3 separate regions of the Mus musculus genome follow, and regions 1 and 3 are each linked to region 2. The links are chromatin contacts, called in public promoter capture Hi-C maps. All regions are on one chromosome and are shown on one strand. Each heading gives the region's core, a stretch centred on a gene start, on an enhancer-like site or on the middle of the called end of the contact. The rest is flanking DNA. Distances are from core to core; before and after follow the strand shown.

Evidence for each region. Promoter capture Hi-C pulls out the DNA fragments that hold promoters and counts their contacts.
Region 1: a contact with region 2 is called in a promoter capture Hi-C map of pre-B cells, with 3 times the contacts expected there. The contact joins the promoter of Sdhaf3 here to the promoter of Bet1 in region 2. A contact is called at or near these places in 1 of 39 promoter capture datasets (pre-B cells), 1 of 115 datasets of contacts at active chromatin or transcription factors (astrocytes) and 2 of 9 other capture datasets (adipose tissue and liver).
Region 3: a promoter capture Hi-C map of liver shows a contact between it and region 2, with 7 times the contacts expected there. The contact joins the promoter of Sem1 here to the promoter of Bet1 in region 2. A contact is called at or near these places in 2 of 39 promoter capture datasets (liver and pre-B cells), 1 of 484 Hi-C or Micro-C datasets (CD4 T cells), 1 of 115 datasets of contacts at active chromatin or transcription factors (thymic regulatory T cells) and 1 of 9 other capture datasets (liver).

The regions. Positions count from the first base shown.
Region 1 is chr6:6,954,430-6,957,548 of GRCm38.p6, reverse strand. It overlaps Sdhaf3 (succinate dehydrogenase complex assembly factor 3), which reads right to left and starts at 1,531. Exons shown (of 2, transcript NM_001077713.1): 1 at 1,349-1,531. The coding sequence starts at 1,522.
Region 2 is chr6:4,085,616-4,088,523 of GRCm38.p6, reverse strand. It overlaps Bet1 (Bet1 golgi vesicular membrane trafficking protein), which reads left to right and starts at 1,594. Exons shown (of 4, transcript NM_009748.3): 1 at 1,594-1,747. The coding sequence starts at 1,729.
Region 3 is chr6:6,577,084-6,580,292 of GRCm38.p6, reverse strand. It overlaps Sem1 (SEM1, 26S proteasome complex subunit), which reads left to right and starts at 1,635. Exons shown (of 3, transcript NM_009169.2): 1 at 1,635-1,814. The coding sequence starts at 1,739.

The DNA of each region.
Region 1 (3,119 bases), core at 282-2,781, 2.9 Mb before region 2:
CTGAATAAAATAAAGTAATAAATACACTAACATTGAGATGCCTGTTGTAAATACCGTTATTTTACAGACCGAAAGACTAGAAAAATTAACTGATGTAATGTTTAGTAAATGCTGAGGTCTGAATTTAAATCTAGTTTTCTGATTTCAATACCAACTACATATTTAAAGAAAGTGTTTTGCATTTAAAAATATTAAACCTCCCCAGCTCCTGGCAACCAAATTATATCTAATAAACCAAGACTTTTAAGAAAGTTATACATTTCATTATTATAAAGTTCTCTCTTCAATAATTCTACAATCAAGAATTATAGAATTCAATGAAAATGCTTTTCCCTAGCCTAATCTTTATGTTGTTTTAAAGGTAAATATCACTTCAGCCACTATCAGCATGAAAAATCTTTTTTACTTTACCAGAGCAGTTTCTTTAAAATACCTAGATGCACTCTAGAAATGCCCAACTCCTTTCACCTCCTGATATTTTCAAGATGGGAGGAGATCCTGCAAGACTCTTCAGCATCATGCAATACTCTTTCTCCCCCTTCATTCTTAAGAGAAAAAAAAAAAAAAAAAAGGTATTAGGGTCGTGGAGATGGCTCACTGAGAAAGGTGTCTGCTGCCAAGCTGTGCAGCCCGCGGTTTGATCCCCAGGAGCCATGTGGTGGAAGGAGAGACCATTCCCTTGGGTTAGCCTCTGACCTCCAGCACACACACACACACACACACACACCCGTATACACACAAATAAATAAATATGTACCTAAAATAAATAATAAGAAAGAAAAGAGAAAAGTCAAACACTGAATCCAAACGCGTGCCCCCGCCAGCATTACCCCTTTAACAAATTGCAATCCTTAGGTCTTTTCTAGGTTATATAATTTATCTGTCAAGTGGAAAGCTTACTAAGGCCCTACAATTACAAATTAACAAATGATCGAAATGATCTAATTCTGGCAGCTAAGTAATGACATCATGTTAATTACACGGCTGTCACCTAAACAGCCTAAAGGCAACGCAAAGGACAAACGCCGACGAACTTTTGGAGCACTAAACAGTCAGGAGTGCAGTAACGTCTGAGACACGCCACCCTTCTCTCTCCAGCACCTGGCACCCTCAGCACTCTCAGAAAGTTCTTCTGAATGCGGGGGAAACTGCTCAAGCACAGAGCCTGTGCGGGAAGCTGGGGGATTCGCGACGGAGCTTGAAAGAAGTGCTGTTTGACCACTTTAGTCTGTCTATTCCAGACGCCCTGTTTGGCCGTGCACGGACCCTGGGAAGCAGCTAGGAAGGTGGGGTCTGAACTGAAAACCCAAGGTCCGGGACGAGGGGGCGGGGAGGGGGCGTCACTTGCCTCCCATTCCTTCAAGAATCGCTGGGCCTCGCCAGGACCAACAGTCTTATGTCTCCTAAATTCGTCCTTCACGTACTGGTCACCCAGGGCTTTGAGGTCCGGGGGCAGAGCCCGATGTAGCAGCAAGATTCGCCTATATAAAGCCCGGACTCTCGAGACATGCTTCCCCGGCATCGCGCCGCGCCTGCGCAGAAGGTGGGCGTAGCTCCGCCCCCGCTAGGAAGTCGCCTATGGGTGAACCCCAAAGCGGGCGGAAGAGAGCGCGCGACCTTCATCCGGTTTGGTCCGTCATAGAATCTTGTCCTTCCGGAAACCCGGATTTGGGGCGGGCGGACAGAAACGCTCTGCCAAAGGCGCGGCTGTTGAGGAGTAGTTGTAATTTCTTGAGTTTCCTAGAGAGGTGCTGCTGTGTAAGACAAAAAGTCTTGTGTGAGCGACTTGTTACCTTCAGAGTTAACTCATCTTCTCCATTTGCTAGTTTCTTCTTATTAAATATTTGAGAAAGACTTCATCGAACTGAAGTCTTCTCCAGAAAGCCTTGCGTGGTTAATCCAAAGTGTTATGGCTTCTGAAATAGTGTGGCATTCGCCGGTCCCTCGCAACAGCCCTCGTCCTTTGCAGTGCTGTACTTGGAGTTTATGCAGTAGGCATAGCTTCTTCCAGGTAGTTATCACAAGTGAGCCCTGAAGGGCAGACTTTGTTGGTCTAGGTCAAGTGCACTATGAAAGAATCTTGGGAGTTATTTTATGTGTATTTTTTTTCCAAGACCAAGATTCTGAGAATTTTTATTAAACAATGTGAGATGAAAATGTGAGACCCTGACTTAGAGCGTTTCTCCCTGGAAGATAAAGCCCCTGGATGTTTCCCAAGCTTGTTTTCCCTGATCTTTAAAAAATACAGCTAGAAAGAAGCTCTTTGTTCTCTATAGCCAGCAAAAAGCCTTTTTGTTTCTATACTGTACAACCAGAGATGCCTGCCTTCCTGTGCCAAGGACACAGAGATAAAAATTCAGAAAGAACTCACTCCCCACTCCTGCCTTGTAAATTTCACCAAGGACACCCGGAAGAGAAGAACTCTTCCCAAGTCCTCCCAACTCTCCTCCCAACTCCTCCCAAGTCTCCTCCCAACTCCTCCTAACTCCTCAGCTAGCTGTTAAAAGCTCCCTACTGTCACCGGGTCGAACTCCCCTGCCCTGCACCAGCAAAGGGACTTCATCCTCAGCTAGCTGATAATAAAACCTCTTGCAGTTTGCATCAGGTATGGTTTTCTCTCAGGACGTTGGGGTGTTGGCCAGCTCACCTGGGGACTTGCAGAGGCCCAGCATCGGGGGTCTTACAAAAACAAGAAATCTAGATGTTCACAAGTCCAAACTTGTGTAGAGGTGGGGAAAAAAAAAGTAACTATTTCAAAAGCTGATAGCTTCTTGTCCTTATTCTTTCGTTCCAATTAAATTTTAATCCTTCAGCAAATCCTAATAGCTCCACCACCAAAATCATGCAGGAATCAAACATTATTTCCATCACACCCTGTACCATAATTATCTCTTTCTACTGGATAGCTACCGTATCTGTGTTCTTGCCTCTGGCCATGTTGAACTTCAGTTATGATCTACCCAGGCTGTAATTAGATAACATCGTTCCTCTGCTTAACAAATCCTCAGTAGCACTCTGTTATTGAACAACTCAAAGTCTCTCTACCTCTAGAATTTAAATGTTCTATTTATTCACTCCCTAGTAAGTCAGTTCCACTCACACTGGCCTCCATCTTTGAA
Region 2 (2,908 bases), core at 345-2,844:
CAACTTCCTCTCCTCTCAACATCACTGTTATTTGAAATGGTCCACTTTACTCAGCCTTGATGCATATATATGTACATCAACCCACTTTATCCCTCTCTACCTATCTCTGTCTCTCTGTGTATAAATCTATACCAACCTCCTTATCCCTATCTACCTATATCTTTCTGTCACATCAATCTCATTCATATATTCCCATTTCTTTCCTCTTCTTCTATGAATTATGACCTTGAATAATCAAAAAATGTTTCCTAAGACAAATGCAAGTTTATGGTTATGCAGCCAATGTAGTGACCCTGTGCCCTTGCTCAAACCCCCACACTTGTTTGGTGTGCCTCATTGTTCTGAAACTCTTAATAATTTTTGTCTTTGATCTTGTATCATGCAAATGAAGTCTAATGGCATAATATAACATGCTCATGTGCAAATGATATATTTGTAATAAGTGTTTTTATTGTTCTTCATTAATATGCTCTGGATTCTGATAGCCCTCTGACTCATCAAATTTTGCAAGATATTAAAAGCTACAAGGTGAAGATGGCATGTTTATGCTCGAGTATGAACACTTATAGTTCCCATAGTCACATGTTGTACTTGAATAAGAACTTGTGATAAAATCATCAAGGATCTTTGTTATATCCCCATACTCATCTCACATTCTGTATTAGTTGAATTGAAAATTATCACATAGCAATAGAAGCAAAGAAGGCGGAACTTAGACTCTTTCTTTCAGCCATCAAACCACAGTAAGCTGAGGGCAGAGTGTTAGTGCAATGTGTTTCTATTATGAAGTATAATGTGTGTAGTGAGGTGGTTCAGCAGCTAAGGGTACTTGCTGCATATGTAGCAGAGGATGGCTACATGCTCCATGGAAACAAGTATGAGGTATTTGTGTGTACGTTTTAAAAGCTCTAAGTAGGGTGGAGTGTTTAAAAGCTAAATATCACAGTTCTTTCCAGACTTAGATCAAATGCGTTAGGAAGCTGAGACTCCCCACTTCCCTACCCGGAAGTTCTACTGCAAGGATACATACATACATACATACATACACACACACACACACACACACACACACACACACACACACACATATATATATATATATATATATGTGTATATATATATATATTTTTTTTTAACTATTCCACTGGGCAGGATCAGGAAGGAAGAGGATTGATTTTCCTTTCCTGCTAAGAGGCTCAGACAGTAAGATGAGACTCTGTTTGAACAAAGTTTGCACTGACTTTCTCACCTCTGACTTTGGGTGAGCGGGAGTGCAAGGGAAAATCATGAAAGAGTCAACCATCATCCCGGCTAGGGAGGGGTAACTCTCCCAGGTTAAAGTTGGCACTAACATCAAAAAGTGCCATACTAAAAGTTCTGGATTAAGTAATGACCCAGAATAACAGGACTAGAGCCCCAGCAGCTGTCGCTGCCCTTCCGGAAGCCCCGCCCATTCCAGGCATTGTTCCTACCACGCCCCTCTTACCCAGTGCCCCAGAAGACGGAAAACTACATTTCCCAGAATGCAACTAGTAATCGCATTTCAGGACGCCTATATGTGTCCGAGTGACGACATAAACCGGCGCGGTGTTTAGACTTTACTGATGTCGTGGCGCTCTGAGGCAAAAAGTTGTTGCTCTTAGGAGCCCTGGGACTGAAGCCGAGGTCGGGTGACCCTGGCCCTTTCCTACTCACTCCTCCTTGCCCGCCTTTCCCTCTCCTGGCAGGATGAGGCGTGCAGGCCTGGGTAAGAACAGTGCTGAGGTTCGAAGTTTGGGGACCCTAGGACCTGCTGAGTCGGGAGCAGGGTTGTGGGAGGAGACTACCGGCCCTCTGTCAATGACTTTGGTGTTCAAAAGCGAGTTATTTGGGTTCTTTGGAGAAGGTTCTCTTCCTGTGTCCTAGTTCCGAACGGTTTCCTGAAGTTGTATTTAGACAAAAGTTTAAACCTATATGCTAGGTTGCACAGAGCGGTGAATTGGTTAGCATAAGTTTTTCTTTTTCTATGTGCTAGTTTGGGGAGTAACCCAATTTCCCAAGCCTTGCTGTTTCCTTTGCTTTACTCATTCTGGATCTTAACTTTTTTTTTTTTTTTTTAAGAAATGACATTTGGGGAGTAGTAAGCTTTAAGCCCACTAATAATGATGCGTTAGTTTGATAACCGTGAGTTACAAAGGTGAATTTACGTGTCCTTATTGTTAAAGTGCCTGTTATGAAAGGTCTGGGTCAAAGGCGAGTTACTTGGAACACTTCTGACCTAGACCTTGTCCCACTGCTAAGGCAGTAGATGTTGGTTTTGATGACTTAAATGGGTCAGGGGAAGGAATAGCTTAGTAATAACTGAAGTTCTTTCTCTATTAGCCATGTCTTAAAGAAGGAAGGGCAGAATGCTTGAAAAAAATGTGTGAAATATTAAAAAGGATGTTGCTGTTCTGGCAGACATTGGAATAGTAAAAAAAAAAATAGTTTTTAAAAATTTGAGGTGTTAAAGCCAGTGAATGGACAAACACTTAAAGTTAGGTATGAAAACTAAAGCCTCTTTTGCAACTCATAATTCACGGCTTGTTATGGGTTTTGATTATGTAAGAAGGAACACAATATTCATGACAGTGCAGAGACATGGTAGTAGTTTCAATAAGGTTGGTTATAGGAATAGAATGTGTGGACTTTAAAACCACTGAAAAATAAGGGCCTTGAATGGTGTCAGTAATATAGATTGACAGGGTTGTCAATAAGTAGTTGCATGTGAAGAAGTTGTAAATTTAGTTTTATGAATCCTTTCAGTCATTGAAAGAAATTAGTTCATCTCAAATAACCTAAAGAACTATTTTCAAACATGATTAGTCATATATGCCTACATTTTTCCAACACTAATAACAGCAGACATTTATTGTGACGCACCATGTGC
Region 3 (3,209 bases), core at 386-2,885, 2.5 Mb before region 2:
CTTCAAGTATCCAGAGTGCACTTGACTAGGGAAGAGTCCCTATTTCTTAAGACATTCCGGTTTTACTTCAGGGTGAGTTAATCTTAAAGATCTAGAAAGAATAAATATTTGACCAGGAAACTAATCATAGTGTAATGATTAGTTTTAATTGTTAATTTGGCACATGAAATCATCTGGGAAGAATGTCTCAATGAGAGGTAACCACTATTGGGTTATTCTATGGTCATATCTATCACTCACTGTCTTGATTACATTAATTGGAATGGAAAGGCCTGCCCACTATGGGCTAGCCATTCCCTAGGCAAGGGATCCTGGACTGTGTAAGCTTAGAGACAGCGATGCACCCAAATAGCAAGCACACATTTATTCTCTGCTCTTGACTGTGGATGTGAGAGCGGCTTCAAGTTTCTTCCTTGACATTCCTGCAGTGATGGAGTACAACTTAGAATTATAAGCCAAATGAGCTTTTCTCCCCTGAGCTGCTTTTTTGCCGGGGTATTTTATCATAGCAATGGAAATGGAATTAGGAAAGAGTGTTTGTATAAAATAAAGTATTTTTTACAAAATATGTTCCACTTTCTACTTTCTGATATATCTTTTTAAAAAAACATACAATATTCATATTTATATCCATAAATTGTTCAAACATTTTTCCCATGTTTTTTTAAAAATTCTCTGGCACGGGGTAGTGAGCCATTGGGGATATATTTCTAGCCCTCTGTTTACTTTTAATTTAGGGACACAGTTTCACTAAGTTGTCCAGCCTGATTTTACACTCATTGTATCCAAGGATGCCTTCTGCCCCAACTTCCTCAGTAGTAGGGCTTATAGACCTTCTTCAATTTTTATATATCAAATAGAGTTATTCTTGCACCTGTAACTATGTGTGTTATATGTATAGCCTTAAGTGTGGTGCTGAAAATAAATAAATTATACTAAAGAGAAATTAAGTACCTCATATAAGAGCCCTTTAGATGCAATAGAACACAGATTTATTAGCCTGGCAAATACGTGTTACTGTGTGGTTAGACACTAACTTTTCTCCTATCTTTCATTGTCTTGTTCTTTTCCATGGGTCACAATTAAAACAAAGAAAGCAAAACCAAATCATATCTTTTGAACAACAGTACAACGTTACATCATTTTTTTTTTTTTTTACTTGTTTATTTTTTACATCAACCTGTCAACTAGTTAGAACAGAAACCCTACGGAACACAATTGTAAGGTCAAGGAGCACAGCACAAAGGAAAGGTTGGAGGACAGTCAGAATTGTCTAGCATATGAGTGCCTCTGGCTGCCTTTGGTCCCGGGTTCCCTGTGATGTGGAGATATTTAACAGCATGCTCAAGGCTAGGTTTGAGTAGTGGAATAATGTAATAAGCTCTTAACTTATGTTACTTTATCTTTCCAGATTTCTGTTAGTGATTGTAAGCTAAATAATGGCCTTTAGTAATTTAATACACTGTAAATCTTTCACACGTAGGCAACTATATGAATAATAAAACGAACGAACACACTATAAAACAAAACAGTTCACTGTTTCAAGACGGGAGGACCTACTACAACCGCAGGACGCTCTGGGAGGACCTTCGCTGTCCCAGCATTCCTCGCGCTGCCCCGCAGCTCTTTCCCTCTCGTCTCTATGGTTGCGCCGGCGTTGTCAGGATCGGCGCCTCCGGAGTACTGAGGCTTCCGACTTTGCGGCCGGTCCGAGCAGCTTGGGTCTTGGCGCGGCGCGATGTCCGAAAAGAAGCAGCCGGTCGACTTGGGTCTCTTGGAAGAGGACGACGAGTTCGAGGAGTTTCCCGCGGAAGGTAACCGCCAGGCCGCGCGCTGGGCCTGGGGCCTCCGGTGGGGCGGCGCCGGGCCTGCTCTCTGCGGGAATGAGCTGGGCCCAGCAGCGCGGATCCGGGCGCGGCCTCCGGGGGCCCCGGCCTCGGCCTCCGCGTCCCGGTAGCCGTCGCTTCATGGCGCGGCCCAGTGTTTTGCGCCTCGTCGCTGGGAGGAACCAGGTGAAGCTGGGCCCACGGTGCTGCGAGCTTGTGGCCCTTTAACTTCAACCCGGGACTCTCCGCATCTGCACAGTCTCTTGTTTTGCTTCGGTTTCCAAGCCTCCCCTTGGTAGTAAACTTCAGAGTCCCACTGTTGCCCAGGGCAGCCAGTGCTGTGTACCTCTCGGATAGCGCGAATGAGCCCCGAGAAGTGGGATGATAGAGTCGTTCGTGTGTGTTGTATTCATTACAGATTTTGCCTCAATTTCTGCTTCTCTCCATTTACGGTCACGTGAATTAACCCAAGCTTTATAAAAGTCTTAACCATCTGCCTTCGAAACTAACTTCAATGCTAGGGATGCTTTAGTTTTCTCATTGTAGGTAATAACATAGCTAATGTTGGAAGAGCCTGCTATGATCTTGGGAACGTGAGTGCTTCGCTTCTATTGGCACAATCCATTTCCACAAATATAGGAAGTAGGTATTAATGTACTTACTATTATTCACGTAAGGAAACAGAAGTTTGGAACAATGGAGAAACAGGCCCAGTGTCAACACTGTCCGGAAATGGTGAAACTGAGACGCCTTAATTTACACCAAAGTCCTTAACTTCAGCAGTTATCTTCTGTTTGCTAGGCCTCTTTTTGCCATATTAGTTTTTCAAATTGATTACTTTATTGGCTAATTGTTTTGAGTAGATTTCCCAAATATTTTACCTTGTTTCTAAAAAGTGAGTTAGACTGTGTCTCCATGAAGACCATAGGAAGAGAATTGTGGTTAGTCATGTGCACATACGTGGCATCAAGCAATTATCACTTGACAAAAATTGTACTTAGTTACCCCACCATGATCTCAATGCGCATAAAATCACATCACAGGAACGTTTAGTCTAAGTATAATGTAGTGTTTTAGTTTTAGTGAAAGAGAACATTAGTGTGTATATTATGCAACCTCATAAACCAATTCAGAAGATATATTTCCTCTGAGTTAGGAGTCTATAATATATGATGGGATAGTTTACCTTTTGTTTTGGTAATAAATTTATTTGTTCAGTCTGATGTTTTGTTTTCAGGTTCATTAATAATCCTGTAACAGAGCTTTGTGGTAGAATTGGCTAAGTGAGGGCAGGTTAGATTTCTTATTCCAACTACTTGTTTCAGATGGTCCTTATCCCTTATTACATACAAGCTGCACGGTTAAGACACTTGCTTTGCATTG